2 separate regions of the Mus musculus genome follow, and region 1 is linked to region 2. A link is a contact called in public promoter capture Hi-C data. All regions are on one chromosome and are shown on one strand. The core of a region is the stretch at or near the end of the contact, and the rest is flanking DNA. Distances in the headings are between cores, read along the strand shown. Region 1 holds the start of Pphln1 (periphilin 1). Region 2 holds the start of C230037L18Rik (RIKEN cDNA C230037L18 gene).

Region 1 (6,954 bases), core at 1,448-3,947, 3.9 Mb before region 2:
TTAATATTTATGAATCCAAACCTTCACATCGGTAGAACTTAAAATCTTATCTGATGAGCATGCTTTCCCTGCCTCACCCTCCATCTCACAGAATACAAAGAATCAAGCAGTTGCCAGTGTATATTCGTGATGAGTGACTTCCTTAATCAAGAATCGTAGAAATCCTAAGTTCAGACTTCTCTACCCTCCACAGTCTCTGGTAATTGTCTCACCTAACCTATTCCAGGCAAAAAGCATTACCTGTGTCTCAAGCCCCACACTGGCTAGCCTGGATCTCTCCAAAGTCTTCCTATTCTCTTTCAATTTCCATCCATACCCATGGCTCAGTTCACAAAGCTGTTACTCTCTAAAAACACATCACCAGACTGTCCCAACACCTAAAAGATCTAAAAGTAGTAATTAATAGGCAACGTGTGACTTTTATCTGAAAAAACACTTAAAAATCTGAAATATAAACCTTGTGTTTGGCATAATATAAACCTTTAGTCTCAACACCTGGGAGGCAGAGGCAGTTGGATCTCTGAGTTTAAGGCCAGGCCAGCCTGGTCTACAAAATGAGTTCTAGGACAGCCAGATGCTACACAGACAAAAGGCTGAGATGGGGGGGGGGGGGGGTTAGTAGTATTTGAGTGGGTATAGGACACACCTTCAATCACTTGAGAGACAGAAGCAGGCAGATCTCTGTTTAATTTGAGACAATTTACGGGGGGGGGGGGGGGGCTGTATTTGAACTATTTCTTGAATAGACTGCATGACCTAGCAACATTGAAATCACTCCACACAAACTACCCATGTGCCATTTGTTGTTCCTAAGTAGCTGATGACCTGACCGGATCCTGCCACCCACTCACTCACTACCTAAAACCTCTAAAAACGGCAAACAGCAGCAGCATTCCAAGGATAAGCAAAACAAACACTCCCACCCTCAGCGTTTAATTTAAATTCAAGATGAAAGACACAATCAGGAAGCAATTGGCTCCTGCTGGAGGGGGCTTAGAAGAACCTAACTTTGGGAACTTAGGGAAAGACTACTCAAAAATAAGAGCTGGGCTAAGCCCGAGGAAGGCCAGTAATCAGAACGTAGGAGGGCTGAGGCAAAACAAGAGAATCACCAGTTCTAGGCCCTGCTTGGGGGGATGGGGGGTAGGGGATGGGGATTATATTAATAGAAAGAGGTAGAAGGCAGGGAAATCATAGGACCAAAAGGAAAAATGAGAACAAAAACTGAAAGAAAAAAAAAATCAAGGAAATGCAATCAATTCGATACAGATGGAGCAACACCAAATCTTAAAACCCAGATGTCAGGGGAAAAAAAAAAAGTTCAATTTAAAGGCAAAAGCCACAGCTTTGTTAAAGAGTCAGAAAACGCAAGACAGTTTCAAAACAAGGCTAATAAGTGTTTGCTAAGCAGACAAAATAAGATTCCAGGAGCACAGACGATGCGCTCAGGGTGAACTAAGGAAGGAGAAGCAGTGGTACCCCCAAATCGAGAGGAAGCACGAAACAGCGCGGAGAGTTAAGGCTCAAACAATTAGAAGACCAAAGGGGCTTACATCGTGGGCGATAACCAAGCACAACCGGGATGTGAAGCCTGGGAGTTTGGGCTGGCCACAAGTTTGCCATGAGAATTAGTCCCAGTGGTCCCTTGGTGGACGCCAAGGAATTAATGCCTCTCAAAACTCAGCGGCGCCCTGGGTGGATTGCACTTCGTCCCTCCGCTTCAGTCAGGATTGATTGTGCAGGCTCCACGACAGGCTCTGGGCTCCGGGCTGCTGACACGCAGGTTCCCAGGGAGTAGTTACAGGCCTGGTCTGTACGTGCTGGTGGGTAGAAGTTAAGTTTAAACTACCGGGCAAAATAAGCATTCGGATTTCTCTGTAGAAACGACGAGCTCTTAAAGAATAATCAGTGTAGCCGGGCGGTGATGGTGCACGCCTTTAATCCCTGCACTCTGGAGGCGAGGCGGGCGGGATCTCTGAGTTCGAGGCCAGCCTGGTCTACAGAGCGAGTTCCAGGACAGCCAGGGCTACACAGAGAAACCCTGTCTCGGAAAACAAAAAAATAATCAGTGCGTACCCATTCCATATTTTCAGAAAGGAAAAAATAGTAATAAACAACGGGACGATGGAGCTGAACATCTGTCCGTGCCAGTACTCAAGAATGGGTCACTGTGTGACTCCAACTGTCCCCACGTGGGCTTTGTCTCCCCGGCCACACTGACATTCTCAACAGCAAGTGGATTATTTTGGCACTCTTTTGTCCGTCTCTCAAAGTGCCTATTACAGAGTCGGTTAGGTCCAAAAAATAAAAAATAAGATAAAAACCCAGACTTCCTGACTGACCTGGCGTCACTGAAGTTGCCTGGCTGAGAACTCCCCTTTTGCTTACTAAACTCCTGCCGAGAAGCGGAACCTGGGTCTCACTCTCCTCCACACTTCGCTTTCCTCCCGCATCCACTGAGTCCCTCTCCAGGTTCCACTAGGAGTCCAGAATAAAGCACATCTCCATCGCCGCAGGAAACGTCCGCCCGCCCGCCCGCCGGCCGCATGCGCCCCTCGCGCCTCTGCGGAGAGCCACTCGCTCACCTACGTCCCACTGCTGAGCCTCCGCCTCTGTCGCCGCCGCCTCTGTCGCCGCCGCCTCAGCCGCCGGTGAAACCCGCGAAGCCAGACGTCCGCTCGCCCTAAAGGCACTTCCGGCGCGCGCGGTGACGTCGCCCGGCGCGCCAGCCTCCGGCCCGGGGCCGTCGGGGTTTGGGGGAGTCGGAAGGAGCGCTGCACCGCGCTGCGTTCGCGGACGCCCGCGCTTTTGCGCGCCGCGGAAGGCAGCCGGAGGTGAAGCCGCCGCGGGCTCGCATCCTCTCCGCTTCGCCTCTGCGCCGAAGGTAAGCTCCCACGGCGCCGGGCCCAGGAGACGGCCGCGGCCCGGGCCTCCGCCTCGGCCTCCGCCTCGGCCTCGGCCTCGGCCTCGGCCTCGGCCTCGACCCTGACCCCAGCTCCGGCCCCAGGAACGTCCAGCCGGGGTTAGCATTTCTCAGAGTGAGAAACTGGAAACGCGACAAGCAGGTTTTGGCTAGCTAAGGCTTTTTGAATAATCCTCCTACTGGGCCAGCGGGGCGCCCTCCGGGGTGCCGGGTCCATTGTCATTCATAGGGGTTCTTAACACTTGCTGCCGACCGACGCGATCGTTTCACCTGTAATTTGCAGAGTTTTAACAGTGACGTTGATTACTAAGCACATTGATAAATATACAGGTTAATGTCCCATTCAAAGTAGGTAATCCATGTAATAGAGTGTCATTTCATGATTTGGTTGTGCACGAAATTTAAAAATCTAAAGAACTTTATCAAAATGTGAAACTACCCCAAGCTTAACAAAACCGAGTCTCTGTCGTCATGGCCTACCTATATCAGTAATCCATATATACAGACGTAGATACAGGAGTTTTTTTAAAAACAAGAACAAAAGAGGCGGGGTAGACAGGTGTCCCTTTCGGAGGTGGGCGAATCCTTGGGAAACATCTTTTCCGCTTTTACCCTAAGAAGGCGTTAAAAATAGCCTTGTGGCTTCTCCATCTCTCTAAAACCCCTCTTCAATCGCACCGCAGCCCTAAAAGGCTTAACACCCGCTGCTAGAAAAGGAATATGGTAATTCACACCCTACCCACACTGGTACTCTAATCTCTTTAAATGAATGGAGCCTGAGGAATTCTACCCTAATTAAGTCAGTGATGGTCCTTGTTTGGTTCTACTTGGAGTAAGATTCCCAATGTCTCCTTTTTTTCCGTTTTAGAAATGAGCGGTGGCTTGGCGCCAAGTAAAAGCACAGTTTATGTATCCAACTTGCCTTTCTCCCTAACAAACAATGATTTATACCGGGTAAGTTGTATGTACATCTAACTAATGGATTCTTTCTTTAGAGACAATCTGAAGCTTAAGCAAAAATACTGCTCCCTGGGAAAATTTTTAGTTGATATCTTCTGCAAATTTTAGTGGGAAATTTTTCAATTTTGTTTTAATTTCCCAAAGAGAATTTGTTGTTTGTGTGTTTTTTCGAGGCAGGGTTTCTCTGTGCCTGACTGGCCTAGAACTCACTCTGTAGAACAGGCTATCATAGAACTCAGAGATCTGCCTTCCTCTGCCGCCTGTACTTGAGTGGTGGAACACTTGCCTAGAGTAGTTATCACACACCTGTAACCCCAGCACAGGGGAAGCTGAGGTAGGAAGATCAGCTTGGACAATTTAGACCCCATCTCACGAAAGAGAAAAGAGATACTGAATTAGGCTTGGAGGTGAGATTTTAGACTGAATGATAAGAAATAACCTTATTTAAAACATACCTGGGGGCTGGAGGTGAAGTATAGTTGGTAGGATGCTTGTCTTGCGTGCACAAAACCCTGTGTTGATTCCCTAGTACCACATGAACTAAGGAATCAATGGAGAACCCGTTAGAAAGCTATAATCCCATAGGAAACTGCTGGACCTCGGAATCCAATGTTGCTAAATGTCTGGCCCACAATTTCAATATTAGACTGCATATGATGGGATCTTCTAAAAGCCTTTGGGGGAGGGTGTTATTTCTGTGTATTAAATAATTAGTCAGAATTATAAGCATATAGATATGTATATATCTATAGAATATAGATCTGGGCAATATATGGGCAACTATATGTAGAAGTAAAAGGAAGACGAGGCCAGAATACTAAGTAAGGATGGAAGAGTTCTGCACCCACCGATAGAAGTAGAAGGATCTTTGCTTTGTTTTTGATCTTTGGCATCAAGTCTTGTTTTGTAGCCTGGGCTCGTCTCAAACCTTCTTGCTTTGCTCTTCTGAAAACCAGGATTGCAGCCATAGACCATCACTGCTGGCTGCAGATGGGTTTTTCATTACAGGAAGCTTTTTTTTTCATTATAGGAAAGTATTATCTGCAGTGAGAGTTCTGTCTGTCCTCAGATGGCAGATTGTGTAACTCACTGGTATGGTTTTATTTGACAACACTGATAATAAAAGGACAGGACCAGCTGGAGCTATGGTGGGTTTGTTGGCCCCACAGATCCATTGGATCAGAAGTCCAGCTGCTGCCTAGTGTATAGGCCATGGATCTAGACATGCTGAGTGGTCCCCCACCCCCATCTACTCCCTGGAGGGAGTTAGGAACTGAAGCTTGTAACTCCAGTAACTGTATTATTCTAGTCACTTAGAAAATGTTTCTTTGGCTTGGTGAATCAGTGTCTTGCTGTGTTGCCCTGTGTCGTGGTCCTCCTCCTCAGTCCCCCAGGTATAGCGATATTTGTTAGAAAGTCGGTTGTATAGGCTGCTAATGGCTGGAGTGTTTCATAAAATATAACAAAGAATCTGGTCAGTAAATACAATCTGAGTATTTAATTTGGTGACATTTTAAATTATAATTATTCTGTGATCTTTTATTTCAGATATTTTCCAAGTATGGCAAAGTTGTAAAGTAAGTATTCACATTACAAAATACTTGGTTGAATAAAGATTCTATTGTTAACATTTTTACATATAGTTCAGTTATTTTCCCATGTACATAAACATTTGACAGTTTTCAAATCATAAGTGACCGTGTACTATAAGGATTTACTAGTTTAATAGTATTGCTTTTACAGTGCTGAGAAACAGTCTCAGAGCCTGAGACATACTAGCCATACTCTTAATCTCTAAACTACCTATTAAGCCCCTGAAGGTTTTCAGAGCTAGTTCTTGTGTGGTGTCAAGCTTACTGGGAAATGTCTAGGGGGACAGTCTTACCTGAGGGACATTATCTTGGTGCTCATAGTGCTGCCAAGCCGTGTCAAAGAATATCTGTAGCCAAACCTCTGATCTGGCTGTAGACATGCCACCTGTTTGCCACCTGGTATGTTAGCCCTTGAACTGTTCTTAACCTCCGTTGACATGTGTATAATGAGCTATCCCCCAAACTACGGAGAGACTGACAGTGAACCCAGTCGTAACTCCTGACTAAGAAGCTCTGTGATTTCAAGCCCATTTGTGGTTTTAAAGCAGTAGCTACAGCACCGTGTTAAAAATCCTTGGGGCGCATCTTCAGGACTAATCGAATCTGTCAGACTGTGCTACAGTCTTCATTAGCTCCAGATAACTCCCTATGCTGTGTACCAATTTCATGTTATTCTCGGCCAATTGAGATGAGAGCAAATTGACGTGGCTAGACTGAAATCTGTAACTGCACCAGGGAAGAAACTTAGAACAGGACAGTCAGATAGAAAGGCTTTTGATCCTTGAGAGACCATTTGGGAGCCAAGTGGATTTTGCTAGGTATACATAAGGACTGGATGCACAGGAAGTCTGTGTCAGGATGGTCTACGGTTCTTGGGATAGTGTCTACTCAGAGGAGTAGCATAAGTGAGCCCTTCACGCCCTGCATCTGAACACAGTGCCACTCTGTCTTTTTGCATGCCAGTAGAATGGAGGGTGTCATGGGTTTGTTTTCTTTAAGGTCTTTTTTTTTTTTAAGATTTATTTATTTATTTTATGTATGTGAGTACACTGTCACTGTCTTCAGACACAACACTAGAAGAGTGCATTGGATCCCATTACAGATGGTTGTGAGCCACCATGTGGTTGCTGGGAATTGAACTCAGGACCTCTGGAAGAGCGACCAGTGCTCTTAACCACTGAGCCATCTCTCCAGCCCTTCTTTAAGTTCTTGCTGTGATTTTTCCCCCAGAGAAGAGCTCTCTAAGGACAGACCCGTGTAACTGGTTTACAGAGTGTCCATCAGCAGACTGAGCTTTCCCTGCGGGTGCTTATGCTTCTGTCTTCTTTCTGTAACATTCACAGTACTCAATGCTGGAGTCCAGAGGTAGTGGTTTTAAAGTTAACAAGAACACATGTAGCTAGGTTTAGAGTTTTTTTTTTTACCTTAGTAATAAAAACAAAGTATCTAATGCAGAGATTCTCAACCTATAGGTCACAG
Region 2 (7,127 bases), core at 1,347-3,846:
GGAAACTCGTTATCTGCCCAGCAAGATGTCATTCACAGGTCAGCTGATGACCAGAGGTTATTGTTGTGTCATCTGACCGTAACTCTTCTTCCTCTGAGCATATGTGTGAAGGGGTGTCTCAGGGTTCCCCTTCCTTTAGAGATTATGACAAAGCCTGGCCCCTGATCATAACTCAACTGAAAACTTGCCTTCAGCAGACCCCCAAACCCCACATGGTCAACCAGGTAGGACTCCATCAGGTCTGTTTTTGCCTAAGATATTTGCTCTTCTGTTAGAACTACCCTGTTGGTCCTGATCAGCACTGTACATCTCAACGCCTATACATAACCATGATGAGAGGCAGTAGGGTAGGGAAGGTGGAGGCCTGATACGTCCTAGGTCCCCACATAAACTGATGCAAGAACAGCCACAGTACTCTACTCAGGCCACTGTTGCAACTCAATCACCCCATCTTACCCCCATGCAGAGGCCTCTCCTATCCCTTTGCAAGCAAGGTACAGAAATAAGAGACCTGCCTCCCAAGGCAAGGCTCCTTTCTCAACTGTGGGTGTTTGTCCAAAATTAGCAAGGCCCCAGGCATCATCTGAAGCCACTTCCTGAACCAACCCTAGCAGGCTACTTCCAATTGGGGCTCTGTGGGAAAAAAAAGGGGGGGTGGGGGTGGGAGAGAGTTCACATCTCTAAAGACAGGTTGGCCTTCAGTGCTCAGCTTTGAACAGAGCTGGCGGCAGGCAGATACCTCTTTCCAAGTTTTCCACAGCTCTAGGTCAGAGCTGAGCCCAAGCAACCTTCACGTGTACACACACCTGAGTCCCCCAAGAACCCAGGGGAAACGTACCTCGATTTGCATAACATCGCAACCCCACTCGGGCTCTCCAGAGAATAATGCGCAGGTCCTGGGGTAGTTCCCCAGCTAGCAACGGAAAGAAAGTGCTTCTGGTTGATTCCTTTCAAATTACAATTCACAGTGGCCACCAGCTGGGAGAGATCCAAATACAGTTTCAAAGATTTCTGGGCCACAGAAGAGCTTTCTGTCCTGACTCTAAATAGAAGGACTACCGGCAACCCCCACCCGTGCACAAGTCCAGAAACCGTGCTGGAATGTGACACTAAGAGAGCCACTAACTGAAGATTGCTCCCCCCCCCCCGCCCCCAGCCACCCCCCACTTCACATGAGGTGTGCAGTAGCCTCAGTCAGACCCAGCTCCTTCCTGTGCCATCTCTGGGGTCTCTGCAGTTTCGAACTTTCCTCCTGCAGTTTCTTGCAGATTTCATCGGGAGAATTCCAGATGCCCAGAGAGCCAGGCTTCAGTGAAAAAAAAAAAAATCAATAAATCAATGACCAGTTTACTCGTCATTCTGAACCACCCTCATTCTGCTTGCCAGAGGGCACCTTCAACTCAGTGTCACGTGTTGTCTGCTCCTGACCTGAGCCTGTGTTAGACCACTGGGTGATCCTGAGTCTGATCCGCTACTGTAGTCGGGAGGCCCTTCCAGAACCCTGTTTATCTCCCCCCTGGCTCCAGCGTCTTCCTTCCTGGGTGCGCAGGTCGTGACCATCTTGACGCCAGAGGTCTTAGAGTGCCACTCTGTCTTGGAGAGGAATCAAAGCCAAGAATCTGGACAAATGACTTCCCTAGGAACAGCCACCTGCAAGGAAATACCCTGGAAGAGACTTGCTCCGGAAAAGTGACTCAGGTCAGGGGCTTTTGGGGGCGGGGAGATCTGGGAAGTCCAGTTACCACAGGGACCTTTAGATGTTAAAGTACACTAAGAACCCACCCTTCCACCCTCTGAGGGATATATCTGTTAGTCTCCCTTAACAGTTAAAACTGATAAGAAAAAAAGGTTATATTCAATAATGTATAAATGAAGAGTTAGAAACAAGTCATGTTGTCTTCCCATTAGTTCAATACTAATGTGCCCTAAGCTATACCACACAGGAACCCAGCAACCCTTCTCAAACACCAGACTCACAGACACACATCCCAGCTCTAACACCACAGATACACACACACACACACACACACACACACACACACACACACTCAACCTTAAACACCAGTTACGCGTGTAGAAGGGAAAGGATTTTTTTAAATAATTTGATACATTGTGTTTCACAAAATTCACCAAAGGTGGTTGTGAGCAAAAAGCCAGCAGCCAATCAGATTTGTCTTCCTGGTTTGTTGCAGTCAGACTCCATGGTTTTTGCCTCTTTGCTCAGTCAGAAGGGGGATGCTGATGTTTTTTCAACAAGGATCCCTCAAGTATCTCATCAGAGGAAATGAGACAAACAGCCCACCATTCGCCAGAGGAACTCCAGACACGCATTTAAGAGCGACACAGCAGGAGAGCCAGATAGCTGTAGTGCTGCACTGCTAGGCAGTCCTGAGCCTAGCGCGCAGGAGCAAAGAACGTAAGGTTACCAAGCCCAGCACGGGACACCCCAACCGGCGCAGATAAGGATCGGGAGCACGCGAGCAATCTCCAGCCTCACCCTATCCCGCCCCGGTCCCAGGTCCGCAGCAGCCCCACCCGGAAGGTTCCCATAGGCACACAAACCCGCTTGGCTCGGCTCCCCAGCTCCGCCTCGCCCGGTCCCAGCTCCACCTAGCCCCGACTCTGTACCGCCCAGTCCCAGAGCCCGCCCCTTCTGGGTCAGCCAATTGTCACGTGACCGCGGGCGTATCCGAGACTGCCTGAGATCGACGCTGTCTACCACCAGTTCCTCCTCAATTTCGAACCGCCCTTGTCCCATGGCGCTGGAGCCTCCCGGGTCAATGTGAAGTGACTTCTGCTCCTGATCCCAAGCCTGTGCTGGCACCTCTGGGTGAACAGGGTCAGATCCCCGCTCGTGACGTTAATGAAGCCCTGGTCCTTTAGGGGCTCTGTGGAGTTACACCCCAGGCCACCCCCTTCCGAGTTCTGACAGATTCGCTGGAGCTTCAGAGAGTGGACCTACAGACAGAAGGATTATTTGGGTCTGGCGGCTCAGGGGAGGAGGAGGGCTCGGGACTGGGGCCTCAGGTAGGGGCTGGCCTGGGCGCTCAAGGAACGAGCCTGCTGGAATCGCTCTGCCTTCCCTACCAAGGGACTGAGGACACAGGCCCATCTGTATCTCTGTCATGGCCCTGGGGACCCTCTTTTTGGCATTGGCTGCAGGCCTGAGCACTGCCAGCCCACCTAACATCCTGCTGATCTTTGCGGATGACCTGGGCTATGGGGACCTCGGCTCCTATGGGCACCCCAGTTCTACCACCCCTAACCTGGATCAGTTGGCTGAAGGTGGACTACGGTTCACAGATTTCTATGTGCCTGTGTCTCTGTGCACGCCATCTCGGTGAGTGAGGGACCTTTGCCCCTCCCCTCTCCCCTGGCTCATCCCATTTCTGTCTCTCTGTGGGTATGTCCACCATTCTCCCTCTTCTCTCTGGGTTCATCTCTGTGGGACTCGCAGATAATGGATTCTGTGGTTTGTACTACAGGGCCGCCCTCCTGACTGGCCGGCTCCCAGTTCGATCAGGCATGTACCCTGGAGTTCTGGGGCCCAGTTCCCAAGGGGGCTTGCCCTTGGAGGAGGTGACTTTAGCCGAAGTCCTGGCTGCTCGAGGCTACCTTACAGGGATGGCTGGCAAGTGGCATCTTGGAGTGGGGCCAGAGGGGGCCTTCCTGCCCCCGCATCAGGGCTTCCACCGATTCCTGGGCATCCCATATTCCCATGACCAGGTACAAACCAGCCGGACCCTCTGCTGCCCCCCAACACACACCCAAGCCCGCATACCAACTGTACCCTAACCCGTAGCCAGTCCTCCCTCACACTAACCGCTCTCTGCTCTCCCCAGGGTCCCTGTCAGAACCTAACGTGCTTCCCACCAGACATCCCCTGCAAAGGTGGCTGTGACCAAGGCCTTGTTCCCATCCCACTACTGGCCAACCTGACAGTGGAGGCCCAGCCCCCTTGGCTGCCTGGACTGGAGGCCCGGTATGTGTCTTTCTCCCGAGACCTCATGGCTGATGCCCAGCGCCAGGGCCGACCGTTCTTCCTGTACTACGCTTCCCACGTGAGTGACCCTGGCCCCGCCCCCTGACTGCCCAAGACCTGTACCCAGCCAGTGCTGACTCCAGTCTCTGCCCCCAGCACACTCACTACCCTCAGTTCAGTGGACAAAGCTTCACCAAGCGCTCAGGCCGTGGGCCATTTGGGGACTCCTTGATGGAGCTGGATGGAGCTGTAGGGGCCTTGATGACAACTGTGGGGGACCTCGGTCTGCTGGAAGAGACACTAGTCATCTTCACTGCAGATAACGGGTACGAGCCAAGCAAGGGATACTCGTTGCTCTATCACAGGCCAGGACTCTAGGGTAACTTCCACCCTAGCTGTTTGTTGACTGTATAAAAGACTCGAGAGGTGCTAGGCACGTTATGGTGATCCATAACCAGCAGTGGGGCAGGGTCCTTAGCCTCTTGTTACTGATGACTTCCTTGTGTGTCCCAGTCCTGAGTTGATGCGCATGTCCAATGGCGGCTGCTCTGGCCTCTTGAGATGTGGAAAAGGAACAACTTTTGAAGGTGGCGTCCGAGAGCCTGCCTTGGTCTACTGGCCAGGTCACATTACTCCTGGTCAGTCCCCTAGCCCTCTTTGTGTAGACCCATGGCCCCCATCTCCCTAGCCTCGATGGTGAATGGAGTGGCCGAACAGCCATCTGTCCACAGGTGTAACCCATGAGCTGGCCAGCTCTCTGGACCTGCTGCCCACCCTGGCAGCCCTGACCGGGGCTCCGCTGCCCAACGTCACCTTGGATGGTGTTGACATCAGCCCCTTGCTGCTAGGCACAGGCAAGGTAGGGCCAGTCATCCCTTGACACCATCCCCATGCTGGTCCTCCTTTAGGTATGAAACTGGGCAGTGCCGGAGAGTACATGCCTCATGTCTCCTTTGATGAGTGGCCCCTGAGTATCACCTCTCAGGATCCTGGGTGGGCCAAAGCGGGGAGTGGGGGTGGGGGTCCCATAACAGGGCGATACACAAGAGCTTTTAGAGATCTCTCCTATCCTGTCATCCTGACTTTTCCCTCAGAGCCCACGGAAGTCTGTCTTCTTCTACCCGCCCTACCCAGACGAGATCCATGGGGTCTTTGCTGTTCGGAATGGGAAATACAAGGCTCATTTCTTCACCCAGGGTACCCTGCTTCCCTTCCTGGCTTCCCCTCCCTAGCCCGGCTTGCTGACCCCCAGCTGCTCTGTCCTCTGCCCCTCCTTATGTAAAAAGCTGACACCCCCCCCATCCCCAGGCTCCGCCCACAGTGACACCACTTCAGATCCTGCCTGTCATGCTGCCAACCGTCTGACGGCTCATGAGCCCCCACTGCTCTACGACTTATCTCAGGACCCTGGGGAGAACTACAATGTTTTGGAAAGTATAGAGGGGGTCTCCCCAGAAGCCCTCCAGGCTTTGAAACACATCCAACTCCTCAAGGCCCAGTACGATGCAGCCATGACCTTTGGCCCCAGCCAGATAGCCAAGGGCGAGGACCCTGCCCTACAGATCTGCTGTCAGCCGAGCTGCACTCCCCACCCTGTCTGCTGCCACTGCCCAGGCTCCCAGTCCTGAGGGGACTGGAGAAATCACGGGGGTCCTTCAAGGGTAGCCCAGGACCCCTAGCCCTGTCCTGAGTGTGTGATGGTTCACCAGAGGGACAGGGACAAGTGTGTAGTTTGTATCTGGTAATGTAATAACACCAGCTGAGACTTGAGACGTGCTAATTCATCTAGTCCTTGTGGTAACTCTGAGGTCAGTACTATTCTGCTGTGCTACAAGACAAGGACATTGACGCATAGGGAATCTCGTGGACCTTTCCAAGTCCGATGCCACCTTACCAGAAAGAGCTTGAGCTAGGATTTGAACCCAGGCACCCTGGGTTTAAAATTTGTCCCACCCTGGTGATCTGCGTGTGTCCATGGACACACCGCTGAAGCGAAGACATGTCCCTTCACAGAAACCGGTAATGAGTTCAAGTGCCAGGAACTGGGGGTGGGGGGAGTGGTGAGGGCAGAGGAACCCTAAAGATGCAAAGCACCTGGAAGACAGGCTTTCCTCAAGAAGCAATGCCAGAGGCCCTGGAACTGGTCAGCTTGGTTCTTTAAAGAAATCAGCTGTCTGGAGTTAGGTGATAAACTGATCATTCCGGGTAGAGTTAAAGGACCTGGGGACCCTGCTAGATCCCAGGAAGGACCATCAGCAGCTTCTGAGACTGCCTCATGGGGCTCACTTGTCTCTCAAGCTCTGAATTTCTCCTTTGTGCATACTTCAAGTAATTTTCTACAAAAAAAAATAATAAAAATAAATAAAATAAAATAAAGTTGTCTACAAAGTAATCTTTTAGAAGCATCTATCAGGGGCCAATAAGACGACTCTGGGGGAAAGCCCTTACCCTGCAAGCAACCTGAGTTCAATCGCCAGAAACTCCCCTGAAAAAGCCAGATACAGTAGCCCATATCTGTAGTCCCAGTATTCTTAGGGGGCTCAGGGAAGAAGAAAGGAGAATTGTCCAGAATCTTGCAGACCAGGTAGCCTAGAGTATACAACATGGTAGAAATAAGACCGTGCCTCAGCAAGACAGGAAGAGAACCAGATCCCCAAAGCTGTGTTCTGACCTCTGCGTATGCTCTGTGGCCCACACGTCTGAACTTACATGCATCACACATGTGCAAGCCATAACAGTAATGATAAATTAAAAAAAAAAAAAGCCTATTGAATTGGAGTCCACCATGCTCAAATTCCAAACTCCTTCAGTGAGCCACCATTTCCTTGGGCCCACTACAAGCTTGAGTGATCTCTCTACTGGCAATATTCTGTCTCAGATGTTAGCCTCTGTAAAAAGGGACTTTTGACTGCCTACCTGTGTTTTCATGGTATAGTGTGTTGGCATGTCCAGGTATATATGACATTTCAGGTGCTCTTCAGTATTGGTCACATTAGAACGGTACCCTCAGAGTATGTCAATATCTCTAGCCAACTATTGTTGCCTTTTTTTCAATGGGGGCAGACTTCCAGAGGGCAAGCATACAGCCTCTCTCCTTTAGGGTGGTGACCAATCTGAGCTGGTTACATTGCAATAATTGATCCAA

Evidence for each region. Promoter capture Hi-C pulls out the DNA fragments that hold promoters and counts their contacts.
Region 1: a promoter capture Hi-C map of pre-B cells shows a contact between it and region 2. The contact joins the promoter of Pphln1 here to the promoter of C230037L18Rik in region 2. A contact is called at or near these places in 1 of 39 promoter capture datasets (pre-B cells) and 1 of 484 Hi-C or Micro-C datasets (B cells).

The regions. Positions count from the first base shown.
Region 1 is chr15:93,394,093-93,401,046 of GRCm38.p6, reverse strand. It overlaps Pphln1 (periphilin 1), which reads right to left and starts at 2,697. Exons shown (of 9, transcript NM_175363.4): 1 at 2,586-2,697. Zcrb1 (zinc finger CCHC-type and RNA binding motif 1) reads left to right here and starts at 2,713. Exons shown (of 8, transcript NM_026025.3): 1 at 2,713-2,884; 2 at 3,792-3,877; 3 at 5,432-5,460. The coding sequence starts at 3,794.
Region 2 is chr15:89,471,721-89,478,847 of GRCm38.p6, reverse strand. It overlaps C230037L18Rik (RIKEN cDNA C230037L18 gene), which reads right to left and starts at 2,596. Exons shown (of 5, transcript NR_077233.1): 1 at 2,563-2,596; 2 at 1,429-1,589; 3 at 1,201-1,306; 4 at 839-978. It overlaps Arsa (arylsulfatase A), which reads left to right and starts at 1,424. Exons shown (of 9, transcript NM_009713.4): 1 at 1,424-1,698; 2 at 2,193-3,340; 3 at 3,486-3,726; 4 at 3,843-4,061; 5 at 4,139-4,308; 6 at 4,496-4,620; 7 at 4,714-4,841; 8 at 5,077-5,179; 9 at 5,291-6,372. The coding sequence starts at 3,126. The coding sequence ends at 5,610.